Linked DNA regions of Arabidopsis thaliana: region 1 is linked to region 2. Evidence: chromatin contacts called from public capture Hi-C data. All regions are on one chromosome and are shown on one strand. The core of a region is the stretch at or near the end of the contact, and the rest is flanking DNA. Distances in the headings are between cores, read along the strand shown.

Region 1 (3,585 bases), core at 840-3,339, 960 kb before region 2:
CTCTGGGTCTTGCCCTTACACTTCCTAATGCTGGTACAGATGATCGCAAAAATTCACCAGCTCTGCTACGATCTAGGGTAGGGCTCATATCTTCCCAATCAAACTCTTCTTCCTCAGTGTTCTGCCATGGTGTAACCATCTTACTGTGCATGCCATTCATATCGCGAATTGGTTTATTGATCGTTACGTGTTTGCTGGTGTCAACTCCATATGCATCTATCAACGCTCTAGGTCTTTCGTGATCATTTCCTTGGCCTAAGTTTTCCTTTCTTCGCCATTCCATATGTTCATCATCTCTGCTAGTAGCTCGACCCATTCCATAGTTAAAAGCTTGATTAGAAGGATTAGCTCCATCATTAGACCTCCTGGTAAAACCATCTGGTGTACTAGACAGTGAAGATGGGCTCTCTAACTGATCTTCGAAATCATTATACCCACCGAGTGAATTTTGGCCATAAACTCTTGCACTGGAATTAATTCCTCTCAAATTCTGCATGTCAAGCAAGAGCAATTAAGGAAATATGCATCTCAGGTATAGTCACTCTTTGAAAAAAAACATATAAAAACAGTTCCAAACGACACATGATGCATAAACAGTGATCTACTGTACTATAACCAAAAAAAAACCCTCTACATGTGCTAACAAGATCATTTCTAATGTACCAGAGTCCCAGTGACCTACTCATCATGTATAACTGAGAGAGGCCATAACAACAACTCCCTTCCAGTCAAGATTGATTACTTGAAGAATGTAAACATCTATCTCGTCTAACTAACAAAACTTTAAAGAAATACAATGGATAAGACCACTATGAGGCCAAACTAATCTAATACCCGTTTTACTTAGTACACTTATATAAAATTAACACACCATAGCTTCAAGGTTGCAGATGCACCTAAAAAAAGAATGTCATCTCTGTTCATAATGACAAAGAGAAAGGCTTACATTTTCGGCGGCTGAGGGCTCCAGCCTGCGAAGATATTTTGGATTAACATGTATACCTCTCGTTGGTTGACTAGGCTCAGAAGCCCCTACGGAAGATTGGTTTGCTGCAGATGAAAGTTGCAATTGCATATCAATCTTGCGTAGTACAGGTGGTGGAAAAACACTCGACCAAGTCCCAAACAGGTGACGCATTGACGGATGTAAACTCGGATGTGCTTGCCTATATGCAAGGCAGAAGACCTAAAGCAGAATAGGATCAAAACAGCTCATGGGTATGCTTCAGCCCTATTCAAATCATTTAAGTAAACATCTTCTTGTAGACTGCTCACCTCGGGTAGACGGGATGAGAAATAGCGACCATAATCCCGCCCAATGTTCTTAACAATGCTGTCTAAAAGATACAGAGATGGCAACTTTTGCTCAACAGGAGCCTGCATATATACACCCACAGGTAACTCAGAAGCAGCCATTTCACTAAACCACAAACCAAACACTAATCTCTGACAATCAAAAACCTAATTTTTTTCCCACTTCTACACTTACATACTATACAATAAGGCTAGAAAGTGGAAACAAATAAGAAGAAAGCAAACCTCAAGGATTCGAGTGCAAATAGCATTAGCGATTCCTTCACCATGTTCCCGTTGTTCACCAGCGATAATAGTGAGATCAGTGATAATAGGCTTAGAATTGAAAGTAAGCTCACCCAAAACAACCTCATAAAGCTGAACAATCTCATCCATACTCGGAGGCAAAACCTCTTCACCACCACCGAACTCATCTTCACGCTGATTAAGCAAAGCTTTAAACCGGTCTAACAACGACGGCGGTGGCGGCGGTTTCTGCGGCAACTCAACGGACATACCTTTGCGGCTGGTGCTATTAATCGAAACAAGTCTTGGATTGAGGATTTTCTCTGAGTCCATCCCCAATTCAATAGTGAAGAGTGATAATTAGTGGCAGCATAAAGGCTCTAGGGTTTCTGTTCCACCATGGAAACTCCTCGAATCGCCACCCTTGTGGGGGAAGAGAGAGATAGAGATCGATAACGGAAGTTTTTTTTTTTTTAGTGAAGAGGATTTTTTTTTCTTCTCAATTTTGTATCTCTACTTTATGCAAATCTCATTTTTGTCCCTTTTTTTTTAGAGTTATCAACTACATCCCAATTATTGTTTTTACCCGTTTTGAGTCACACAGATTTTTGACTTTTACTATGACCTCATCAATTAATCACGTTGCAATTCTCTTCTTTCCCTTATTTGAAAAGTTTGATCTTGCCTCTTGGTGACACTAAATTTAGTTTTGAGGAACTATTTCATTTCTTAGCTTATTTATCTATCTTGATAAAGTTTGAATCTATCTTGTTTTGATTCTACTCATGGACTATGAATGATTTTTTTTTTGGTAGACAATTAGATTTTATATTATTTTTGATTTTTGACAGAAATACAGAGATTAGCAAGAAGCGGATTAAAACAATCTACAAAAATAAATACAACATTACAACTCTAATTCATTCAGTTCGCTTTTATGCGTTCAAGGCTAAGTTACGAGTTGAAACACCGATTTTGAACTCGTGAAACTCGGAAATTTGTGTGGTTGTCACATGACCGAAAAAGTGGAATTCTCATGGTAGTTGCCACGAGCATATCTTCGAGAACTTGATTCAAATTGATACAGTTAAAAACACCACCATCAAACCACGTCCTTGTTACGTTTCTTTAAGTTATATTAAAAAAATGTTGGATTAGTTGTATAAAATCCTATAAGGGTTTGAGTTTATTATTACATAATTATAATTATATAGCTTCCTATTTTATAAGTTTAAATTTAATATTTGTTAGTTCCTTTGTTTTTACATTTTAAAATATAAAGTAATTGCTATTTTCAAAAATGTTAATTAATTAGATGCTAAATATGTTAATTATTGATGTGGCAGCTCCCGATTGGTTGTTTTCAAAAATGTTAATTAATTAGATACTAAATATGTTAATTATTTATGTGGCAACTCCCGATTAGTCGTTCTAAATCCTAGGTTATGAATCCACGCTACGCATGGGTCTATTTGTAAAACTTTTTAATATTTTTTTGTGTGAATAAAATTATTATAGAAATTTTTTAAAAGATATGTTTTTATATGTCTACTTGTTGTTAATATTATAAACTCTTTGAATTTTAAAATTACCATGACAATAGTTACAATTTAAATACAAAACTAAAAATAACTTTAATACAACTTTTAGGTTTACAACATTTATCAAAAGAACATTTTTTTGGCTCATGACTCTCTCTTTAGCTTTAGATATTTAGGATCACGACGTCTTTTTATGTATGAAATAAATTGTTTTATGGAAAATAACTTCGACGACTTTCTCATTTTGAAATCCGTAAATTTACTATTCTTTTTTGTTTATCTTCGCTGCATTAGTTAGTATAGCTCGTCTAAAAATAAGATATTATATAGAAGTATATTCATAAGCTTATCTATACTTTACTTTAACAACTCATATTTTCTCACATTCTTTTCAATATGTATATGAATTTCTGTCTTCACAATTTTTTTACAAAGAGCTATCACTCTCCCTATCTTTTTGCAAGCACTCGTTTTATTTGTTTCATTTTTTCTTACAGTGTCTCTT
Region 2 (3,564 bases), core at 316-2,815:
ACCGCCATCCAACTTGCCGGGGAAAGATCTACGCTTCGCAACGACATTAGTCCCGGGTACCTTTGAGCCAATTCATTGATCTGAAATCAACCAAAATCATATGTCTCATTTCAAGTCTTGAATAATAATATATTCTAATCTATACATACATACTTTTTCGCCTATTGCTAATTAGGAATCAACCAAGTGACTAATCCTAGTAATCAAAGAAGCTGATCTTATGAAGCTGCATTGAGTTACCTTATCCATGAGAGGAACTCGAGCATAAGGAGCTGATCTCTCAAAGTATTGCAGATAAAGATATCCCAACCGATCATTAGGATGCAAGAGAGCGTCATGTTCAAGTCCTTCATCAGAAGCACATCTCGAAAGTTTATCACTTTCACTCTCATCACTATATGAATCACTAAACGAATCTCTGCTTTCCCCATCTTCAGAATCATCCCTAATCAAGAACAACCCAAAAAAAAGAGTCAGTCACAATAGATTCATCAAAGGATCAAACTTTAAAATCTAAACGTATCAAAGCGGCAATATAAAAAGCAATGAATGGTACCTTAAGCGGATCAAGGAAGAACGAGAGGTGAAAATCTGAATAGCAGAGAGATAGGGAACATAATATTGAACAAGAGATTCTCCATTAGAGAGACGAATTGGAACACCAGCTCCATAAGCACTCCATTCATCATAACAATCCCATAGATCACTCAATCTGAAAAACTCAACCTTTTGTCTCTCCCATGGATGCCAAATCCTATTCAAACTCCTAATCTCCGCCTGCCAGAATCCACAACCAATTTAAATATTACCATTAAGAGAAGAAAGAAGAAGAAGAAAGAAAGAATGATTCAAAACCTTGGATAGAGATTGGGGTGGCACTACAGGTGTTGTGCAATGAAGGAATCTGTCAAGGTTTGACCCTTTTCCAAACACCATGATGGGATTCTTGTAAGAGAGAAAGAGGGGTTTCTTGATTCTTTTCTTTGAAATAACCCAGAAACCAAAAGAGAAAGAGAAAGAGAGAGTTTAAGAGAGGGAGACACGCAAGCGAGTGTCTGAGATTTGACGTTAGGACAGCTGAATTTAAGGAAAACGGAAATTATGGACAAGAAATTTTTATAACTTTAAAAATATCAATTTGAAGAAGAAAAAACCGAAATCTGCTCAGTTACTTGCAGAAGAATGAAAGAAAAGTCTTCTTTTTTTTCTGTGGAGAGAGCCTATTTTACGGTAGTTTTGTTTGTTTTTTATGATCGGAAAACCAGAAACGAGAAAATTCCAAAACAGAGGAGAAAAATGCAGACTTGTCAAGAAAATAAAAAAAAACAGAGTAATTTTTGGTTCTGTTACAATTTTGCCGGAAAAAGGAAAGACCAGTGGATATATATTGAGAGACGAAACAGAGGTGGAGAGGTTATATATATAAAGGTGAGAGAATCGATTTGCTTTCTCTAGAAAATATTCTTTCTTTTACTTGATCAAAATCCTCTGTTTTTGGGTTTTTTCTTTTCTTTAAATTTAGACGATAAAATATAGAAAAGTTGAGATTAAAATTGAATTAAAAAGGATAAAGACAGATTTGAGGAAGAGAAGGTTCTGAATTCTGGATATTAATAAGAAAAAGTACAACAAACACCTAATCAATCAAAAATTTATCTCAAAGTTTGACGATTTTCCTCGTCCATAGCTTATGATCCTCACGTGGTTTGGTTTTGTTATATTTAATCTCTTTCGTCGACTCTATTTTTAAAGTATTCGATTAGAAAAATTCATTCTAGAAAAAAAACTAGTCGATAATACTTAAGAGTTAAAGAACTTTCTACATGTACAATGTTGTCTAAAAATACTACATGAGCATAAGATTGTGATTAGTGTGGTAGTTTTGCTGTGAGAATTGTTAATGCCAGTGTATAAGAACATTAATCGAGCATTTTTATTGTTTTTTATCGTGGAAATTTTCAGTACATATTACGGAAAATGTTATTTGTTCATATGACGTATTTGAAAAGTTGTATATAATTAGGCTGCCTAACTTATTATCATTACTAGTTTCAGTACTGTGTATTTTGATTGGCTATCATGATACAATGTGGTACGTTCGTAGGAAGAGAAATAAAATGTTAGTCCTAGAAAATATTGTTATTGATGGTTACTGCTTAGTACTTACTATTATTGAGTCTATAGTATACTATACAAATTTTTTATAATTAATATGAAAAAAACTTAGTTCTGAAAGTTGTTATTATTTAAATTATTTTATTTTTCTTTCATGTGATATATATAGAAATATATATTATAAGTGCACCTTAACATACAAAAAAGAAGATTATTCGTTCAACTGGTTGATAAAATCAATCGTAGGTAAATATTTATTTCGAAAATAATATTTAAATGAAGTCAAATATAGAAATAAAAATATATTATTTTTCTTTCAATTTCAGCAAAATTAGGTTTTGCCAATTTGAGGTAACTTGATGTTTAGGGTATTTAAAACTAGGTATCACAAAAAAAACTGAAGTTACGCTCTATTTGGCCGTTATTGCTCGCATATTTCATATTTTATTAGATACAATGATCGTATACAGTACTTACTTTTCCTAATTTATGATATAAGAGTATATATAGACTTGAATTACTATTTACTAACACAAGAAGTTATAATAAATCGAAATAGTCATTGGACGGACAATAAAAATCAAACGAATCAACAGTTTTGGACGTAATATTGGGGAAAAATGGTTGTGACGTGTGATTTTGTAACTAATTATGCAAATCAATAATCTCTAATAAATATCACGTTATTGAACGGTACGTCTACTAATTGTAACATCAGTAGTCACAAGCAAATCACGTGAAAAATGTCAATTACGTGGAAGCATACCAACTTTTCTGAATTTTGTGGTTTTGGCCTTTGCGCCATGTGGTAGTTTTCGTGACACGTGCCGAATTAACTTAATTTCTATTTACCTAATCTATTGATATTTATCAAACCGAATTTGTAAATTGAGAAAACCGGTATGTTGGTAAGGGTAAATGACCGGTTTATCTGACGGCGGGATGCTAGATGGGTGTGATGACTAAGCGATCATCGTGATTTGGGGAACTGAAAAAGAAGTTGATGAGAGTGACGTTGTACGACCGATGGCTGAATCTAAAATGTTGGATTTTTACCAAGTGACGTTATTTGTTATCCACCACATTCCACAGCTACAAAAAGATTTGGATCCTATCGTATTGAGAAAAGAGTTTGGGCCTAAATCCAGTATCTTGGATCTTTTATATGTTTGAGCCCAAATAGGTCCGACGATTTCTGTAAAACCCAATGAGACTCACAAGGCCTCCTCTTAGGACAACTTTGATTGATCTACGTATGTAGATGGAATTTCGGATTTAGAATTAGTAACTGATGATGTAAAAACAAGAACACGAGTACACACAATATTTAACATATAATATGCAGCTCATTTACATTGCTTTGCTAAATTTGGATTACACTGACATTGAATATTTGTTGGTCATAATACTTCTTATTAGGCATGCAGACATAACACACATAAGTGATCA

What was found. Capture Hi-C pulls out chosen DNA fragments and counts their contacts.
Region 1: a contact with region 2 is called in a capture Hi-C map of root, with 3 times the contacts expected there. The contact joins the promoter of PCFS4 here to the promoter of AT4G03420 in region 2.

The regions. Positions count from the first base shown.
Region 1 is chr4:2,470,370-2,473,954 of TAIR10.1, reverse strand. PCFS4 (PCF11P-similar protein 4) reads right to left here and starts at 2,089. Exons shown (of 6, transcript NM_148232.3): 1 at 1,540-2,089; 2 at 1,276-1,377; 3 at 947-1,186; 4 at 1-490. The coding sequence starts at 1,872.
Region 2 is chr4:1,509,598-1,513,161 of TAIR10.1, reverse strand. It overlaps AT4G03420 (hypothetical protein (DUF789)), which reads right to left and starts at 1,565. Exons shown (of 5, transcript NM_116580.4): 1 at 856-1,565; 2 at 557-777; 3 at 241-445; 4 at 1-80. The coding sequence starts at 936.